2 separate regions of the Gossypium hirsutum genome follow, and region 2 is linked to region 1. The links are chromatin contacts, called in public Hi-C maps. All regions are on one chromosome and are shown on one strand. The core of a region is the stretch at or near the end of the contact, and the rest is flanking DNA. Distances in the headings are between cores, read along the strand shown.

Region 1 (6,416 bases), core at 1,413-3,912:
TACAATAGCTAAATGCCTTGGTGTTCCTGGACACAATGTTCGTGTGATAACAAGAAGGGTTGGGGGAGGATTTGGTGGAAAGGCCATAAAAGCAATGCCAGTGAGTATCATTAAGTGTGTTCTTATTTGTCTTATTTACAGCTAAATATATGTCAAATCGTACTCAGTGTGAGCATCAGACTAGTTACAATGTGATGTTATAGGTTTCTACAGCATGTGCACTTGCTGCTTACAAACTACAGCGTCCGGTCAGGATCTATGTCAATCGCCAGACTGATATGATAATGGCAGGAGGAAGGCATCCAATGAAGATAACTTACAGTGTAGGATTCAAAGGTAATGGGAAGATTACAGCCTTAAGACTCGATATATTAATTGATGCAGGGATTTCAGTTGATATAAGTCCATTGTTGCCAAATCATATGTTCGGTTCACTAAGGAAGTACGACTGGGGTGCTTTAGCATTCGATATAAAGGTTTGTAAAACAAACCGTCCGAGCAGATCATCGATGAGGGCCCCCGGGGAAGTGCAGGGATCATTCATTGCTGAAGCTATAATAGAAAATGTGGCATCCACTCTTTCCCTGGATGTTGATTCAGTTAAAAGTATTAATCTCCACAAGTACGAAAGCCTTGAATTGTTTTTCAAGAACAGTGCTGGTGAACCATTGGAGTATACTTTACCTTCTATATGGAATAAGTTGGGAACGTCTTCAAGCTTTTACCATAGGATTGAAATGTTGAAACAGTTTAATAGGTGTAATAAATGGCGGAAAAGGGGAATCTCTCGAGTCCCTATCGTGCATGAAGTGACCTTGAAAGCAACCCCAGGGAAAGTAAGCATTCTATGTGATGGATCGATTGTAGTTGAAGTTGGAGGCATTGAGCTCGGTCAGGGTCTTTGGACGAAGGTGAAACAGATGACAGCATACGCTCTTGGTTTGATCCAATGTGGTGGAACTGACGAACTTTTGGAGAAGGTGAGGGTCATACAAACTGATACCTTGAGTTTAATTCAAGGTGGCACCACTGCTGGAAGTACAACGTCAGAATCAAGCTGTGAAGCTGTTAGACGTTGCTGCGATATCTTAGTCGAGCGACTGACAGCTTTCAAGGAAAGGTTGGTAGAGCAAATGGGATCTTTAAAATGGGAGACATTGATTCTTCAGGTATTTGTTAAACTCAAGGTCTTATGTTCATTTCGTATCATATGTTGAGAGAAAAGGCTTGGACATTGATTCTACGATCTGTTTATTTAGTTTTCTGATTAGAAATCGAAATTTGGGTGATCTTTTTGATGGAAACATTACCGCTAAATTGCTCCAAATCTCTTTGCTCTTCATGGCTCTATAACAAATATACAGTTCGACATTAAGAAGCTGAAATGTTGCAGATAATTTTAGAACGAAAAGGAAAAGTATGGCGATGTCAAATATGGTACTGAGGTTTAAGAGTAGCCTTATTGGCCACCTTAATTATTTCAGCAGAGGGCCTCAGTTCTACCCTGAAACATGCTTATATTTTTTCTACTGTTTTAATTCTTCATATACTTGCTTGATGATACTTTGCTCATAGATATTGATGATTCCTGTTTCACTCTTTTAATCTAACCACATGCAGGCATATAACAGTTCCGTGAACTTATCAGCAATTTCGTTATATGTACCAGACATTTCGTCCCTGAGTTACTTGAATTATGGTGCTGCAGTGAGTGAGGCAAGTATATCAACGGATCTTATTCTTCTTTTATTCATTCTTTGCAGTTTTCCTCAAGGCGAATTTTCCAGAGCTAGTCAATTAAACATGTCTCGTTCATCTTATATCGGTTGCAGAATCTCAAAAACAAATTCCTAATAATGAAGATGTGGCATTGCAGGTGGAGATAGACGTTTTAACAGGGCAAACCACAATATTACAAACAGATATCATATATGATTGCGGCCAAAGCTTAAATCCTGCTGTTGATTTAGGACAGGTTATGATCTTTTATATGATTTCAATGCTCTGCAGCATTTGGGTTTTTTTTCTTTTTTACATGCAATCATGATTAAATTCAAGCATTGACTAACAAGTTTCTTGGGTCTTTTTTTTTTTTTTCCTATAAGACTGAAGGAGCATTTGTTCAAGGAATAGGGTTCTTTATGCTTGAAGAATATCCTACAAACTCTAAAGGATTAGTGACTGCAGAAGGCACTTGGACTTATAAGATCCCCACAGTGGACACTATACCTAAGCAGTTTAATGTAGAAATCCTCAACAGTGGACATCATAAACATCGTGTACTTTCATCAAAAGGCAAGTTGGGATTTTTTCATCAAACAATTATTATGTATGCATGCATGTAAGTATGTAAAAGATGGGCATCCGGTTCTTACTGCAATCATCAAACAATTTGTTCCTTTGCAGCTTCGGGAGAGCCGCCGTTAACGCTAGCAGTTCCGGTACACTGTGCTATAAGAGCAGCTATAAAAGAAGCCAGGGAACAACTTCATTCATGGGGAGGAGACGAGTCTAGTTCAACATTTAAGTTGGAGGTACCTGCAATCATGCCTGTTGTGAAGGAGCTTTGTGGGCTTGACAGCGTTCAAAGATTCTTACAGTGGACAATCGGAAGCTAAGTGATAGGATTCTGAAGGCTATCAGTTAAACAATATCCCAATCTTTGATTGCCTGTAGAGAAAGCAAGGTTTATCATTAGTCTTTCACAAGCCCTTCATGTTGGGCCTATATGGTTTGTTGGATCTCTTGTGCAAACCTGTTAATTCTTGTGTTAGTATTGTGTTCGTCTTCTTCTTACTATCACGATTATTGTAATTGTTATTATTATTATTCCTATTTATGTCGTGTTATTACTTATGTTAAAAAAAGTAATTAAAATTTTAATTGAATCAATATGTTATTATAGATTTTTTAAAAGTTTAAATATGCATTTAGTCCTCAAATTTGATACTTTTTCTCAAGTTAGTATCTATATTTTTTGTCTCAATTTATACCAAACTTTTTTACCAGTTTATTGAAGCAATTTATGAAAAATGCCAAGTAATAGTACCCGCTAGTGTTTGGCATTACACAAGCTCATAAACTTGCTATATATGTGTTAGCGAATTTTGGTAACAAAAAACATTGGGTTAAGATATTTGTTGTTAATATTGATGTATGCAAGTCATTCTATGATATATAAACCGTTTATAGTAACATATCTTGAAGATCGATTTGGATTGAGTTAAGAAAATTAACTTTCCTATTTTGAAGAGATTGGATCAGATCAAGTAAACTTGGAAGCATATCCTGAATACTCAAGATTTATCTTGGACTTATTGAAGATATTTTCAAAGTTGATTATTTAGCTATTTTAATGGGAAGATTCATTGTAATTTATATAGTGTGTTTGCAAGTCTCAATTTCATATATATTGAGGAGACTTGTATAAGTGGTGTACTGATCTGAGAGCACTTTATTCTATTAATTGATGAATGTTTCTTTGGAGTGCATTGAGGGTAAAATTAAGTGTGTTACTTGGTTTTTATCCTAAGTTGTCTAGGGGAAAACCAGGAAAGTGATCTAGATCTTAGGTGCAAAAGTGATATTTTAATCCGGTAAATGTTAGAGCTTATAATCACTTGTTATACGAGGTGTTAACATACTGAATTTCCTCTCTAAGTAAGGCTCCATAGACATGGGAAAACTGAACTGCATCAACATATCACTATATTTTTCATTTTTCTTCATCAATACTTAAAGTAGTTGACACTGCTCAATTTTGCTTACAAATGTCATTCATAGTTCTTTCAATTAGTACAGACTGTCACTTAAAACAACTAATGGGTATCTTGGTCTAAAGATTGCTTGCAAATCGAAGGTTTATCAGTGTCTCATCCCTTTATACTCAACAGTACAAATTACGCCTATGGGAAAGCAATAAGGATGGATTTCATCAAGTCTACGAATGAAAAAACCTAAAAGTTTACTCTTAATTATGCATCGAACTTCTTAATTATATTATTTATACTTATGTTTTATTTATTATGGATTTAGTAGAATAATTGGAGAAAAAATTGAGTTAATGATTAATTTTGACAAGTTTTTGTGGAATAGACTTTCAACACAGCATTACTCCAAAACTCCGTTTTAGGCTCATAATATATTTGTTTGAAGGTAATTGAAAGATTTAACCAAAGTTATTTCATGAATCAAACCTAAAAAAATGTCAAAAAAGTGTCTAAAATTGTTTTAGAAGTTTAACGCAAAAATCTACCAAAATTTTGCTTTATTTTAATCAAGGAAAATTTTGTATTTTCTCATTTATGTGATTTTTGCCTTATAAATAGACATTATTAGGTTAATACCTAGAGACAACCACTGTTAGTATTATTTTGATTTTTTTGTGTTCTTTATTTTATGGATTACTAAACTATTTTTCTAGTCAAAGAACCTCAAAAAACTCGAGGAGTTTATTCTCAAGAAATTTACGTATCTTTTATATGCTTATTCCGCGTATTTACAGGTATCTTTTATGGATTATTTTGATTTCGCATCCTACTTCCCAAATATGCAGAAAAACTCAATTTTTAGGCTTCATGAGCATTCAAAGTCTATAAATACCCATTAAAAGAAGACATAATGGGGCAATCAGAAAAGATCGAAGAAAAAACTCGAAGAACGCCATCGGAACCAACTCGGAAGCGGATCTCCGTTGGAAACACTCAAAGAACGCCATCAGAACCAACTCGGAAGCGGATCTCTATCAAGATTGAAGATCTCCCTCTAGTTTCTTGCGAAGTTTTATTGAGTTTCTTTATGTCTTGTGGTTATTCTAATTTTGAGATGTTTCTATTTAGGATTATGAACTAATTCCCTAGATACCTAGGGAGGATGAAACCTACGATGAATCTTTTTATTTAATTTTTGTTTTTACGCAATAAATAGTTGATTCTTATTCTCAATTATGCATGCTTATTTCTTGTTTTAATATTTTCAGGATATTAATTCATGTTTAATGTGCTTAATTTAGTGGAGCAAAAGTCTCTGTTTAATAGTAGATCTAGCATAATTGAGTGGATTTGCATGTAATCCTAGAAATAGGATGACATAAATCTATCTGATTAGAGTCAAATCTCATAGGGGAATCCATAGATCGAGTTAATGTGACGATAGGGGTTCTAATCGGAAAGAGATTTCAATTAATCAACCTAGAGTCAGTTGTTCTTACTCTCGAAAGGGATAATTAATCTAATTTAGGGATTTTTACGGATCAAAACACCAGTGAATAAATCATTTAATTCAGATTCATAATAATAGGTGAAGTCTAGGTGGATTCTTTCTTGGGCATTGTCTATCTCATTGGTTAATATTCGATTATTTCTCTGTTGCATTCTTAGTTAAACTAGTTTAGTAAATTTAGAATAAAACACATCACCCCAAATTATTCTCTACTCACCATAGCTATACTATTGTTCGATAGGTGCACTTTCCTTTATCGTATTTATTATTAGTTTGTAACCGTCAGTCACGACATTGATGCCCTAGAAGTCGCGACACCAAGTCCCTTCACCTTGAGGATCCAAACTTCAATGAGAAATCAATATGCAGCCTACTATTAAGGGAGTTGCGTCATCGAGCCTAAAGTAGCAACACCAACAAGTCACGAACCACTGAAGGTGTTAAAGTGAAAAAATCATGGTCGCCATCACTGAAGCCTAGGTGTCATGACACCGATGCTTGACGAGAGGAAAATTTTTTACATGATGAATAACTTAATCGCTATTTGATAGTAATTGACTTTTTATAAAGAAAGATATAATGATTGTCGTGAGATAAAATAGGATCATATTGGGATAATAGATTTATCCCAAAGATATTAAGGATATCCTATTAGGGTGACACACTTATGATAAGATCATTGGACAAACACTAATCGAGTAGCTTTCGTAATGATATATTATTAGGGAGAGCTCAGTCACGATACTATAGTGGAATGACTTCATGACTAAATGAGTTTATAATTAATAGGTGAAAAACTTAAACTTGATTACAAATTATTTAAGCCCTAATTACATATGTTCAATCGGTTCCTCCGCTAAATCGTTGAAACCAGAAATGAATTGCATGATTGAATCAAATGAACAGAAATGGATAGAAATGAAAAAAGTTAGATAAATGGGTTACATTCAGAAATAAATATGGTTTCTCACTAAGTATGGAAATGACCTGAGAATTAATTTAATTTTTTTAATTATTTAATTAAATAATTGAAGTTCAAAAATAGAATTAAATTAATTGGTCACTATGAAATTCATTGAATGTAGAAATTAAATATATTTTCTCATAGATTTTTTACGATAAAGTTGTCATGATTTTAATAAAATTAGAATTGAGTTGAGAAAATTATTTAATTAGAAAATTAATTAATTAAAATT
Region 2 (6,416 bases), core at 1,930-4,429, 370 kb before region 1:
GACATGCCAGGGGAAATAATAGTCCCGACACTGTCAAGACACAAGTATTCAAGGGAATGGTGCCAAATGTTGAGAACTCATATGAGACTCATGATATGATCTTCCAATTCAAGCACACAGCCCTTGTTTTCAAGCAGCATCCCTGCGAGCACCTTCTCAAACCCACCACTCCCTGTCTCCTTCCCTTCCCTTCATCTTGGTTTTTGAACGAACTTAACTTGTGGGACAAAATATTTTAAAAGCAACAACAAAAAAGAAAACTAAAAACCATAACTAAAATGAAATACCTGCAAGTCATGTGGTAGCAACCCTCAGAAAGTTCTATAATGTGGTTGCACTTCACACACTGGCGCCACAAATTCATTCTTGCAAGTGACTTCAGCTTAAGATCTTCTACTGGAGGAAGGGGATTCTTTCTTTTGTAATCTTGACATGTCGTGTCACTGTGCCAAGGAACCTTGCAGTTGATACAGAAAAGGGCATGGCACTTCAGGCATTTCCTGGCACCAGATCTTTCAGCTCCGACAAGTGCATCCTTAGAATATTCTAAAGCCTCACTTCTTGACATTAAGGTCGAGCACCTAGGATATGGGCAATAAACTCTCTCTGTGACAGGAATTGACGCCTCCTTCATTCTTTGTTTCAATGTCTCAATCATTTTAGGGGTCAAAAATTTTCTACAGCTGTCAACAATAAGCTCGGACTTGCAACCCTCATGAGGACATTTGGGCACCATTCCATGTAGCAACTTCACCTCCACATGCTGTTTCATACAAGAAAAGCAGTATCGATGCATGCATCCATCAACTGAAAACATGCTCCCAGAATCAGTATCTTCTAAGCAGATAACACAAGTCTCTTTCACACTCTTGCTTTCATTTTGCTCTACAGGCTGAGTGACCTGAGATACTATTGCTTCCCTTGCAAGCTTAAAGGCATATTTAATATCATTACGTGCCATGAGTATGGGGCGGCAATCAGTAAACTTTCTTTGAAGAAGTAATACTTGATTCACTAACATTGAAATCTTCCTCTGCTTTGGTGGCCATCTCCTAGTAATCTGTATTGCCAAATACATCACAAACAACATTCCCTTTGGCTCTTTATTTTGAAGATAAAGAGGCTTTCAATAGATAGTTTTATATAATCACAAAGCACAAATACAGTTAAACCCTAGTATGATCAATGATGTTCTTTCAATCTTGTGACATGTATATCCAGCATTACTTAATCAAAGGTAATATTTTAACAACCAGAAAACTTAAATGGCCCATGGTTAAGCACAGAATAACCTGATCTCAGTCCAAACAACAACCTGTCAATGAGATGCTGCTGATAGTGAGTATCACCTGTTGTACACATGGCTTAAGTGCATTTTACCAACGCTTTGGCACCATACAACAGAGTAGTTATCAAATAAAAACGAATTGGGGTTTGTCTTGAGCATTTCAATGGGACCCTAATTATCTCCTTCATTTAGTTGCTTTCCTTCTGTATCACCATAACTCACTTTTATTTAATTTGCCACATTTTACTCTAAATTTAAAATCCTAGTACTTATTTTCCTAACAAGATAACCCCACCAAACTCTCAGTGACCCTGAAAGGATATATAGTACTCATCGACAATAACACATAACATTTTTTTGTAAGGAAATAAAAACAGACTTATATACAACTTTTTAAGCCATAACTGATTCATTAGTTCAATTCATTCACTAGAGTCAAGTCGATTCCATTATTTACACTAGCATATCTACTTCCTCCTACTCTAATTCTTTATTACTTCTCAATTTTACCCTTAATTTTTTCCATTAGAAATGAACCAATGGCTAAAATGCAATACTAACTCTTAATTTTTATTCCATATAAAAGATGAAAATTGACAAATTCCATCCTTTCAAAAAACTATGTACTATATACTTCGGTCAGACAATCAATTCTTCAAATTTTCTTGTGTGTTATGTTTGGAGACATGAATTCTAGAGAATGTATACGGATTTTATATGCTATAAAAACAATGAGAATGAAATGCATATATCATTTATAAATTAGTTAAGATTCATGATGATATACATATTATGATAAGGGATAGGGGGTAGGATTGTCCAACGATCGAACCGACGACGGGTGGCAATTGAACTCGACAAGATGATTATACATTTGAATTGAAAACCATCTTTTAAGTTTAGTTCCCGAAGCAAAAGAGAAAGTATTAAGATTAATAAGAAAATGAACATAAATAAACAGAGAAATTCACATGAATTGTAACAAAATGGGAAAATAAAAGGATGTATAGGAACTTACGTATTGATAAATGGGGTAATAATCACAGCAGAATTCAATCCTATTAAGCTCCAAAGACAAAGCAGCGTTAAGCCCTTCGATCAACGCCTTAAGCTCAGCCGCTTGTTTGCTCAACCCAACACCAACTAAAGGCTTTGTAATTTCCAAAATCAAATTATCCCTAAAATCACAAATCGCAACTCCAATCCCCGCGTAGTTGGATGCCTTGTCTTTGACCTTTTCTTCACTAATCAATCCCTTGAAATAAATACGAAAATCATATTCATTGTCAGAAACACCATCAATGGAGTCGATTTCGCTGTCAGTTTCACCCCAACAAAGTTCTTTAGAACACCCTTCACCGAAGGGACGTTCGAAGCAATCGCCCCAATCCTCCCAAAGTTCTTCGGGCATGTCGGCAATCCGGCGGGCGAATTTCTCGTCGTGGACCCGACGCTTGAGGTCGTCCTTGAGTTTCTGGGTTTCGAGGAGGCAGCGCTTGTGATCAAGTGATTCTTGTTGGAGTTTGGAGAGCATTTGAGACGTTAAGGAGAAGACGGTGTCGTTTTGGACGGGGGGTTGTGGCGGCGGTGGTGGGGGTGGTGGGGGTTGGGAAGTGTGGAGAGAAAGGGAAGCGGAGAGGGCTTCTTGGAGTTGGAGATGGAAGGCAAAGTCGAGGTCGGACTCGAGGGAATGGGCAGCCATGAGTTCGTGGTGTTGCTGGGAAAGTAAAGAGTTGAGTTCGTCGTCGTCGTCTGGGTTTGAGTCTCCCACTCCTCTTGCTGTCGTCGCCATTCCCAACAAACAGATCCCCCGTCGATTGACCTCTATATGTACCTTTACTCCTTAGTCCTTGCGTAACTGGGAACTTATCGGCCCAGCTAGCCTTTGTAAGGCTCGAGAAATTGGTGAATTTTAATTTAATTTGTAATTATATTTTTAATTTTAATTTAATGTATTTATATTTGTGAAATTTTAATTGTAATTTAAATGTATATTTTAAGTTTTAATTTTGATTTAATAATAAACTCTTATTATTTGTTTTATATTCAAACCCTAACTCTAAATTCTAAATTTTAAACTTTAATACTTAAGTATAAAACAATGATAAGAGTTTATTTGATAAAAAAAAAAGTAAGCCTTTATTTTCAATTGGAAAATTGCCTTTATTTTCAAATTAAAGGTTAGGGCATAAGGTAGAAAGGTTATGAAGTTAGAATACAAGTTAAAACAATAAGGATTTAACTAGGTATAAAAGAGTGTTTGTCGATAATATGATTCTTTATCTCAAAAAAGATTACAAAAGTAGAACCAAGGAGCTATATAAGACATGGGAGCAATCAGGAGAAGAACAAAAAACAAAATACGAGTAATAGACAATATAAGAACACAACGAGAATCCCTCGAGTTTGATTACAGACCCCCAAGGTTAGGAAGAGCTTATACCAAACCTACATGTCATTAAGAACAAGGACTAAACTAAAAACTAAAGTTAAAGCCTTTAAACAAGGTGTCAACCACCATAATATTCCTTTAGTGCATTGGTAATGACAATAGTTATATTCATTAATGTCGCAAGAAGATATGTAAAATCAATTCACTTTAGCAACATCAACACCATACACAATAGCAAACATATATACATAAAAACTAAAATGCAACATCAAACAAAACACAACAGCAAAAAAAGAAAAAGAAAAACCAGAGACTCAACCAAATTTCATTGAAGGAGGCTTGGGTCCACTCTCAAGTATCATCAACTTTTCAAGCAGGGATGATGGTAGTTGGGAATAAATGGAGACTTGGAAACCATAAGAATTGTAGAAAAGCTAAGGATCTTGCAGTAAGAAAGAACAGACTAAGAAACATAAATCCTAAGACCGATCGAAATTCCCCCCCAAAATAATAATAAAAAGTTCAAGCAAACCATTTTACAATTGAGACAAGCCAAACACATATATCCATCAAAACTGCTTAGGAGATCCTGAAGATGGAGGCGAAATATGAATGCAAATGGTAAATCCAGAACCCAACTGGAATTGACGAGATTCAAATCGCCAACAAAAGCTATTAGAAAAATGGGGAAGAAACCTGTTAGTTCAAAATGGTTGCTTGTAAACAAGCAAGGAGTGACAAGAGTGTGGGCATTCCTTTTGACACTACCTGGAACATAAAGTAAATAGGGATAGAAAAATTGTTTACACAACTCAGTTTATATCTGCGGAACCTAAACTATTAAGAAATACCCACTATATTCAACACTTACCACAAGTGATTATAGTCTATCACACAATGGTGACAATTTCCTCACCTTTCTACATTGAAGAACGATACTCTCAACACTAAATTCACCCTTGTGATTTCAGTAAGTAAAATCACAACACAAAAGATTTTACTATCAATGTGCACTTAGAGAATAAATTTCTTCACAAGATTAAATTAAATTCTTAATTCTCTCTTTATATAATAACCTAGACATGTTTATAGCTTGGGTCACCCTCCCATACTCAAAAGCTCACCCGAAAAATGGGGGTGTTTGGACATAAATATAAAGCTCGAAAAATAGACTCAAGTAAAATTTAAGGCCCGCTTTTTATATGGGTCGAGCCTTAGGTAAGATTTTATAGTCCAAGCCTGATCTAACCCAACTTGAATATATTATGTTTTAAAAAATATTATATTAATTATATATGTTAAATAATAATTTTATATATTTTAGCATTTTTAGTGCATTTAGTGTATTACATATTTTTTAAAAATTATTTTTAAATAAAAACTAATCTAAAAAATCAAATATGGGCAGACCGGGTTTACTTTTCTTAAATTAGGTCAAAGCTTGAGCAAAAAAGTAAGCCCATTTTTGGGTCGGGCCAAACCCGAGCTTGGAAAATTGGTCTAAATACCTTGTATGGGCCCAATCAGAATCCAGCTTGGCCCATGAGCACCTCTACAGTAACCTATATAAGTCTCTCAATTATATAGAATATTTCGAGACTTGCTAATATAAGAAGATCTATATCAAGTTCTATTAAACTACAATAAAATAAGATGAATACAATATAATAATAAAGTATAAGGTAAACATGGACTCTTGGCAACTAAACTAAGCAATCAATGTTTCAATCCAATTCAATATTTATCATCCAAGGGATTCAACAAGGTGATCTGATTTGATCCAATCTCCAAAATATGTTTCCTTAAGTGTAATGATCTTTATTAATGATCTAAATATTACCCATATACTCAGTACAACCTACAAATACCATTAAATATATTGTCAACCTTCAAATATGGAAATGCCTTAAACAGCTCTAGTGGTCAAGGAGTGGATACTCCCTTGGCACTAAAATACCAGTTCCATTTCAACAATCTCCCTCGTCGACAATTTGTTGAACAAAACATTTACAATATAAGAAGTTATATCATCAAGAAACATCAACTCCCTTTTAGCATATTTCCATTAACTTAAAAACATAAAAAATAATTAAGCAATTAATTATTAATACTAAAATGAATTTGCATCCATAACCATCCAACCATAATTATAACTAAGCAAGCTATTTATGCAATTGAAGAATGCATCAAAGTAAATGAAATTCATAATAGAATGTATCATAAATTCATAAAAAATAAATGAAGTTTGTAATAGTAGCAACAAATAATTAATTACATTAATCCAAAGGAATAAAAGACTATAAAAGAGTTCAAAACAATAAGTTCCCCTTAATATCAGCCGAACAGAAACACATAATAGAAACACATCTCCTCATTTGAATATCCTTCCCCCCTCAACCCATAGCTTCTAGCACCTCCTCTTCATTCTCCCTCGTTTTGGTCAACAAAGTGTCAACTTATTCATCATCTTCCAAGGGTAGGAGATCAACTAGCAAGGCCTTTTCTATCGATCTTCTTTTAGACAGTTTTGGCCTCAACTCTCGACCTATCACAATGTTTCTGATTAAACTCAATGGAGGCTTGAAGGTCAACAATGGTTCTAGCCTTGATGCCCTAAAGGATAGAAGTAGTGTTTGTGACAATAGATGTTCCTTAAGAAGTAGCCTATTCTTGTTCAGCTTTTTTTATACTCAGGGTCTAAGATTTCTTATAGCTCATTCACAAAATGTTTTCCCT

What was found. Hi-C and Micro-C count contacts between places; a contact is called where the count stands out from the background.
Region 2: a contact with region 1 is called in a Hi-C map of leaf, with 3 times the contacts expected there. The contact joins the promoter of LOC107953205 here to the enhancer-like site in region 1. A contact is called at or near these places in 3 of 34 Hi-C or Micro-C datasets (all in leaf).

Annotation. Positions count from the first base shown.
Region 1 is chrA07:22,159,442-22,165,857 of Gossypium_hirsutum_v2.1, reverse strand. It overlaps the pseudogene LOC107955878. Among protein-coding and RNA genes, the nearest start is that of LOC107953133, 32 kb to the right of the region's middle. Within about 2 kb of position 2,662, at least 5 of the 9 cell types and tissues checked have an H3K27ac peak or open chromatin away from gene starts, as enhancers often do. A contact at or near this core is called in leaf, where this site is marked.
Region 2 is chrA07:22,527,313-22,533,728 of Gossypium_hirsutum_v2.1, reverse strand. It overlaps LOC107953205, which reads right to left and starts at 3,179. Exons shown (of 3, transcript XM_016888442.2): 1 at 2,307-3,179; 2 at 288-1,060. The coding sequence starts at 3,080.